Linked DNA regions of Gossypium hirsutum: region 2 is linked to region 1. A link is a contact called in public Hi-C data. All regions are on one chromosome and are shown on one strand. Each heading gives the region's core, a stretch centred on a gene start, on an enhancer-like site or on the middle of the called end of the contact. The rest is flanking DNA. Distances are from core to core; before and after follow the strand shown. Region 1 holds the start of LOC107908428 (ABC transporter G family member 11). Region 2 overlaps LOC107908427 (putative 3,4-dihydroxy-2-butanone kinase).

The links. Hi-C and Micro-C count contacts between places; a contact is called where the count stands out from the background.
Region 2: a Hi-C map of leaf shows a contact between it and region 1, with 2.4 times the contacts expected there. The contact joins the enhancer-like site here to the promoter of LOC107908428 in region 1. A contact is called at or near these places in 6 of 34 Hi-C or Micro-C datasets (callus, leaf and petal).

What each region holds. Positions count from the first base shown.
Region 1 is chrD02:41,446,686-41,450,206 of Gossypium_hirsutum_v2.1, forward strand. It overlaps LOC107908428 (ABC transporter G family member 11), which reads right to left and starts at 1,627. Exons shown (of 9, transcript XM_041088632.1): 1 at 634-1,627; 2 at 381-552; 3 at 164-286; 4 at 1-65. The coding sequence starts at 1,313.
Region 2 is chrD02:41,504,570-41,508,090 of Gossypium_hirsutum_v2.1, forward strand. It overlaps LOC107908427 (putative 3,4-dihydroxy-2-butanone kinase), which reads right to left. Exons shown (of 20, transcript XM_041088633.1): 16 at 2,678-2,761; 17 at 2,520-2,593; 18 at 2,338-2,441; 19 at 2,162-2,257; 20 at 1,285-1,670. The coding sequence ends at 1,539. Among protein-coding and RNA genes, the nearest start is that of LOC107908427, 8.3 kb to the right of the region's middle. Within about 2 kb of position 1,807, at least 4 of the 9 cell types and tissues checked have an H3K27ac peak or open chromatin away from gene starts, as enhancers often do.

The DNA.
Region 1 (3,521 bases), core at 377-2,876:
TTAATAAGAGTTCGGATAGCTTCAGTTGTGGTAATCTTCTCCAGGGGATCATCACTTGCCTCAAACTAATTACAATCAAGGCAATTTGTTTTCCAGTCATATAAGTGTAGTGTACCAAAGTAGGAGGGAAGATGATTAAACAAAGGGGAAACGAAGTGGATACCCGTAATTTCATGGATCCTTTGAGAGTAGCCTTAACTTTATCAAAGTCAGAATTGATGCATCTAAGAAAATGGTCAGATGGATTTCTCAAGGCAGGGCATGGAAATCCGGCTTGAGCAAAGAACTGCATTTTACAATCCAAGAGACATTATATTTATATTGCAGTGGGATTGAAAATGATATCAAGTGACGGAAGAAATATGGCTGAGAAGGCTAGCCTCGTATGCTTCAGAAGCCTGGCCAAAATAAATGGTTTTGCCTTCAGACAGCAAATATAACTGATCAAATAGCTCAAAGACTTCACTGCTGGGCTGATGAACTGAAGCTATTACAGTTCTACCATCTCTTGACAGGCCTCGTAAAGTCTGGGTGACAAAAAATGCTGAAGCACTGCCGTATGCATCTCAAGTCAGAAAAAACAAAATCTGACAATCAAAAACCATAAAAGACGATGTGAAGAAAGATCATAACCTGTCAAGGCCACTGGTTGGCTCATCAAGGAAGAGCAATCTGGGCCTCATCAAAATTTCAAGAGCTATGCTGACCCTCCTCTTTTCTCCTCCACTGATCCCACGCAAATGCCAATTCCCAATAACAGTATCAGCGCAATCTTGGAGCCCCATTTCGATAATCGTACCTTCAACGAGGTCCCGCTTCGCAGACCAGGGCATCGTATCGGGGAGACGGAGCCGAGCGGAGTAGGAAATGGTTTCCCGAACAGTAAGCGTGCCAATTAAGTTGTCATCTTGAGTAACATAGGCTGCAGTTCCGAAAGAAAGCTTGGTTTTACGACCATTGAGGAGAATGGTTCCGGAGAGGAAGGCGTTAGCAGCCAAGCGGCTGGAGAGTGCATCAAGAAGCGTGGATTTTCCGGAGCCGGAAGGGCCCATGAGAGCGGTGAGTGTACCGGGTTCAGCATAACCAGTCAGCCCTTCCAACACCTTCTGGGTCGCCCCATTGCTGAGAGTTACCATTACGGTGAGGTCTTCCCAGGTGAGCCTGGCGGATACATCTCCCATAAACTCCGTATCGGTCTTCTCCCTCCATAGAGTTTCACTCAAAGGGCTCAAACCTCCAACCACCATGCCCGTCCCAGCTGGTTTATTAGCCTGAATCTCCATCATTGCAGTATTTGAGGAGGAAGTCCTCATAGGGGATGGAGATGATAGCTAAGCAAGTGTGATGATTCTAAAAAAGCAACAGAAATGGGATGAGTATGAAGCGTGAAAATGGAAGTGTTTGAATGAATTGGGTAGGTTAAGAACATCCCATGCAAAATGAGCCGCCTCGCTCTTCCCCACTCTTCAACTTGAGCACAAAATTTCCTTTTTCGGTTTGGTTTTTGGGTGCGTGACGCAGCTGAAGGAGTAATTCTATAAACTAAAATTCAAATTCCATATACCGACTAGTGTTGGGATTGAGGTTGAGGCTACTTCCTTTTCTTATTCTCCAATAAAATCATTAAATTGGTTGGTTGCATTAATTAGGAGAACCGACTCAACCTTTTTTCCAACACAACATTTATATTTCTCCACTTACTCATTAATTCTACTCAATTTACATTTCACCGCTAAACTTTCATTGAATTGCAACTAAAATCAGGCAAATTACATTTTTCTTTATATAACATCTGTTATTCTGTTTATTTATTATTAACTTGTTCATAAAAATTTGTTCAATCGTCAGTCAATCGATCTGTATCGATTCATGAAATGTCTTTCTTTAAACTAATATTTCAATTGATTCTCAATTTAACTAGTAAATTCGATCAATCCAAATAACTTTTAACCGTGAAGATGAGCTAAGGAACCAATAATCTTAGTAAAATTTTGCTGGGTTATTTTATTTTTAAAAATTATTATGTATTTAAGAAAATGAGGTATCCCAAATGTAAGGTTTAGGTGATGATGCTTAGATGCTAAGGAATGAATCACATGGAGAAGGCAATTAAGTGGGGGCAAATGCAATAGGGCTTTAACAGTCAACTTTATGAAATCATTAATGAGTAGTGATGTGTAGGTAGTTCTGCCCATTACTCAATTTAATAGGCCGGCAATGCCAGCCCACCAAACCAATCATATTCAATACACAATTACGTTTGATTTTGCCTACTCTATTTTATTTCTTCTTTCGTAAAATATGTTTTCATGTTTTGGAGGATTTAGTAGACAATGATTTTGGTTATTTTGTCTCCTCTTTTTCAAACCTAACCGCCACCACATCTTCCAACGGGGATCCTTTCTTTACTTTTTTTCCTCCCTTTGGGGAGGGGCGGCGTGGATGAGTTGGAGAAGGTACATTTTCCGAATATTATGAGTAGGAGTGGGTATTCGATTAAATTGAGTGAAAATATTTTAAGTTAATGAGTCATATTTTATCATTCTAATTCGATTTGAAATTTTTTCAATTTGATTGGAGTCAAATCGAGTAAAATTGTTCGAGTTAAATTAAAATCTTGTTACAGTATAATTAATTTCATGTTAGAGTACTTAAATTTGAAACTATATATATTTGAAAACTTTTTCAAACCAAAATGATAATAAAAAAATAATTTAATATGATAAACTTGAATTATTAATTGACTTAATTAGGTCCCAAAGTTATTATTTTAGAAAAAAATAACTTTTTTATATTTTTTTATATATTTTTTAATTTTTTTATATTTTTTAAAATAAATTTTTGAAAATTATTTTGAATTTTTATTTGTAATTTTTATTGAAAAAAAGATCAGTTTACTTATTTTCAAATTTGATAGGGATCAAAGGGTATTTACACTAATCTATCAAATTATTTAAATTGTAAAATTTAAACTCGAATTACTTATTCGAATTAACTCAACTAACTCGAACAACTCGATTCGATTAACTTAAAATTTATTTTTTTCATTTTTTTTAATAAAATTAAAATTTGTAAGTCGCTAATTGCAGAGCAAAGGCTAACTATTTGGATAGGCACTATTGCATTTACTTGTGTTTACCAAAATGCCTTGCTAGGGTTCATGAAAACGATTGGATTTATTACAGGTGTAAGGATTTTACTTGTACTTTTTCTCCAACTTTTAGGGCTCTTAATTTGGATTTTTGGAAGAAAAAAAAAAGGACATTTCTACTTCAAGGATAATTTTAATATGGTACCTTTTTATTTTTAAAGTGTTGAATCTGATACTTTAAGCTTAATGCTAATTAAAGTTTTTTGTTGATGACCAAATAGGTGGATTAGAAGGTGAAGGCCTTTCAACAATCAGTCCATTTTATATATAAAATAAAATATTTAAATTGCAAAGAATAAAATGAAAATAGGGGAGAAAAAACACACAATGTAATAACGAGAACCCATTTAAGCAGTCATTTCTCTAATTT
Region 2 (3,521 bases), core at 557-3,056, 58 kb after region 1:
AAATGAGGATTATTAACTTTAACGGTCAACAGTTAAAAGTTAATGGTTCAATGACCTTCTTGATGTATTTTATAAAATTTTAATAATTTTTATAAAATTTTATATTTTTATGATTTTTATATTTTTTTTTCTAATTTTAATAAAATTTAAATATTTTTATTTTTATTAATATTTAATAATTTTTATAACTTTTATTGATTTTTATTTTTTATATTTTTTTTGTCACATGTCATGCCGTGGTTGTGACACGGAGTGGCTTTAATTGAAAACAATTAGGAGCAATTAACTTTAACAGTCAAATGACCTTTTTGATGCATTTTGACAGTTCGAGTATCCAATTAAGTGCAAAAAAAAAGGGGCTTAAATTTTTTTTTGAAAAAATTCGAGGGTCTTTTTAATGCATTTTAAATGTTCAAGTACACAATTGAGTGCAAAAAAAAAAGCAATGGCTTAATTGCTTTTTTTGAAAAAGTTTTGAGGACTTTTTACACCCTTAAGCCAAAATTTATTTGTAGAGGGTGAGCATTCGATCAAATCAAGTAAAAAATTTTCGAGTTAATTGAGTTGAATGAAATTCAAGTCAAGTAACATCAAATTGAGTAAAATTAGAAAAATTAAACATGTCAACTTAAAATTTTGTTACAATATAACTAATTTCATGTTAAACATATATTTAAAACTCTTTTAAAGCAAAATAAGAGAAAAAATAAAATATTTTAGTATGATAAACTTGAATCATTAATTAATTATTTAAGTCCCCAAATTATTATTTGACTTTTTTTTAATTTTAAGTTTTTTATATATTGTTTAGATTTTTTAAATCATTTTTTAAAATATAATTTATTTTATAAATATTTAAAAATTATTTTGATTTTTACTTTTTGTTGAAAAAAATCAATTTGCTCATTTTTAAAATTGACAAAAACCAAAAATATTTATACCAATATATTATTTAAATTATTCGAATTTGAATTTTTAAAATTCAACTCGACTTGAAATTGTAACTGGAATTACTTATTTGGGTTAACTAAAAATATCAAATAACTCAAAATTCGAAACCTTTTTCGAGTAAATTTTGCTCTCAAATACACTAAAAAGTATAAAATCTTATTTGAAAATAAGCAAAAATAGACCTTTTTAATATTTTTAACATTTCATTTTAGATATCCGATTAAGAAAAAATATTATAACTCAATAGCAATGAAAATTTTATAAATTTTAATAGGTAAAATCTGATTTAAAAGAGAGATAAGAAAATATAAAATCCAAACGACTCAATATTAATGATCCGTGACAAATTTGAATTTAACTCTATTTAGAAACAGGGTTTACATTTGGGAAAAGTTATAAAATTCAATGATGTGTATATGTATGGATGAAAATGGCTCTCTCAGCTTCATGCACCCCCAAAAAAACAAAAGGAAAAAGTATAAGAAAATGCATAAGCGGAAAGCCAACTAGTCAAACAAAAATCATCCGGCAAAGCACAAAAAGAAGGTATATCAGTGTTGATTGTTGAAACATGGAAGCAAGGGTGTTCATGAGGAGGCTTTTTCATATTTAGCCTTCACAGCCAAAGCAGCTGCCCTATACCAGGCAGCTGCCGCCATAGCACCAGGATCTGGAACTGTTGCAAGTATTGCCGCAGACACATAGCTTGACCGCCCCGCCTGCAACATCCCAACACCACACTAACACATAAATTTTTACATATACATATACATATACATTCAAGCACCAAGTATTTATCTTAACTGCAGTTTAGAGACTAATTCAAACATCGATATTTATGTTGCAAATCAAGGGTTGTGGTTTATGTTAGAAAGAGTGAAGAGACTAAATCTGGACTTAATTTAGTAGCAGTAATCCTGACCCTTACTCGTCCCATAAAACCTCACCTGCCTACGAGTCAATGAAGCGAAAGTATATATCTTGAAAAGATGCAACAAAAGCATCAGGATCCCATTTGTCCAGCGTCAAGTAATATATGTTTAGTGTTTATTAGCAGCTATCTGAAAAAGCTTCCTACTTTAGTAATCCCTCTGAGATATAGCACTTTAATGAAATTTTATTGCCAATGACAGCCGACCAAAGGAAACAACAGCTAAATGCAATCAAAATTCTAAACACCAAACAAGGTGAAGGCAAGATGATAAATAACCTGAGCCTGCATGTCTTTAGTTGATTCAGCTCCTGCCAATGCAGCTTCAGATGAAAGAACAAAAGCAGTAGAAGAATCATCACCAGCAGTTAATCTCTGCTTGCAAAACAAAATATTAGTATGAAATCTTGGACTGCATCAACAAAAAGAGCAAAAGGGCAGTCGATCTATATAACCTCCTTAAGAACTGATAATGCAGGAATAAGGGCATCCAGTAATGTACGATAACCAGCACTAGCCCCACCATATTTACTGACTGCATCAATGGCAGCTTCAAATGCTTCAGCCCCTAAAATAAAGCGTCAGTGAGACAAGGTGTCTAAATAAAAAATGTCTCAGATGAAGGGCATCATCTCACATTGCTTTGCTGTGACAGTGGAATCTGAGTTAGCTTTCAACCGTGCATATGCTGCCTTAGAAAATATATTATATCTGCTCAAAGAGAATATCAAGAGTTATATATTTCTAGTTATATCAGTAAGTATAAATCAAGCAGAGAACAGGCAAATAAATTACAGGACTCCACTTGTTCCTCCCATAACTCTTCTAACAGAAGATCCAATTTCATTCACTGTTTCTGCAGCATCATTCAGAGGATAACTGGGACAGGTGAAAATGATTCATCAGGTAAGATCCAATGATATAACAAAAATATTTGTTTGTAATGATAATCACTTAGGTAAAAAAAAAAAAAACATTCTTACACATTAAAAATTTTAAAAGTTACGTATCTAAAGCTGTCAGCCACCAATCAATACATTACACTTGCAAATCAACTACTGCAGAAATGATAATGGAGGAAAAACTAGTTACACCGGAGATAACAAACAAAGAAATCATGTTACATGCTCCAATCTCCAGCAACCCATTTGACTACAACTTTATACATTAAAAAATCTCCTACCAGAAATATCCTCTGCAGTGTTATGGGCATTCAAGTCTTTGAAGCATCTCAACCAACTGCATCTATGGGATTGGTCTTGCAATGCAATGACAATAATAGAAGTGTATAATAAAGTGAAATCAAGTGGCTGTATGACCAAGAAAAAGATCTATACAAGGGCCATGACAAGCTCCACATTGGAAGGAGTCTTAAAATAAATATTACACTCAATACTACTGGAAAGCACTATAAATAAGATAAATATACCTCTTCCTACACGTCTAAAGATAATGACTCATCAAAACCTCTGAACTGCATCAGAAAGCTATAGATATCAAACATAAACCTAATTACTATGGAGGCAGACAGCTTGCATAAGTATATATATTGGCAATCTGGCCTAGAATTGCCACAGTTACTTTGCTAGAAGAATTTCCCTTGATTAAGTCACAAAAGAAACATAAAAAAAATGGAGAA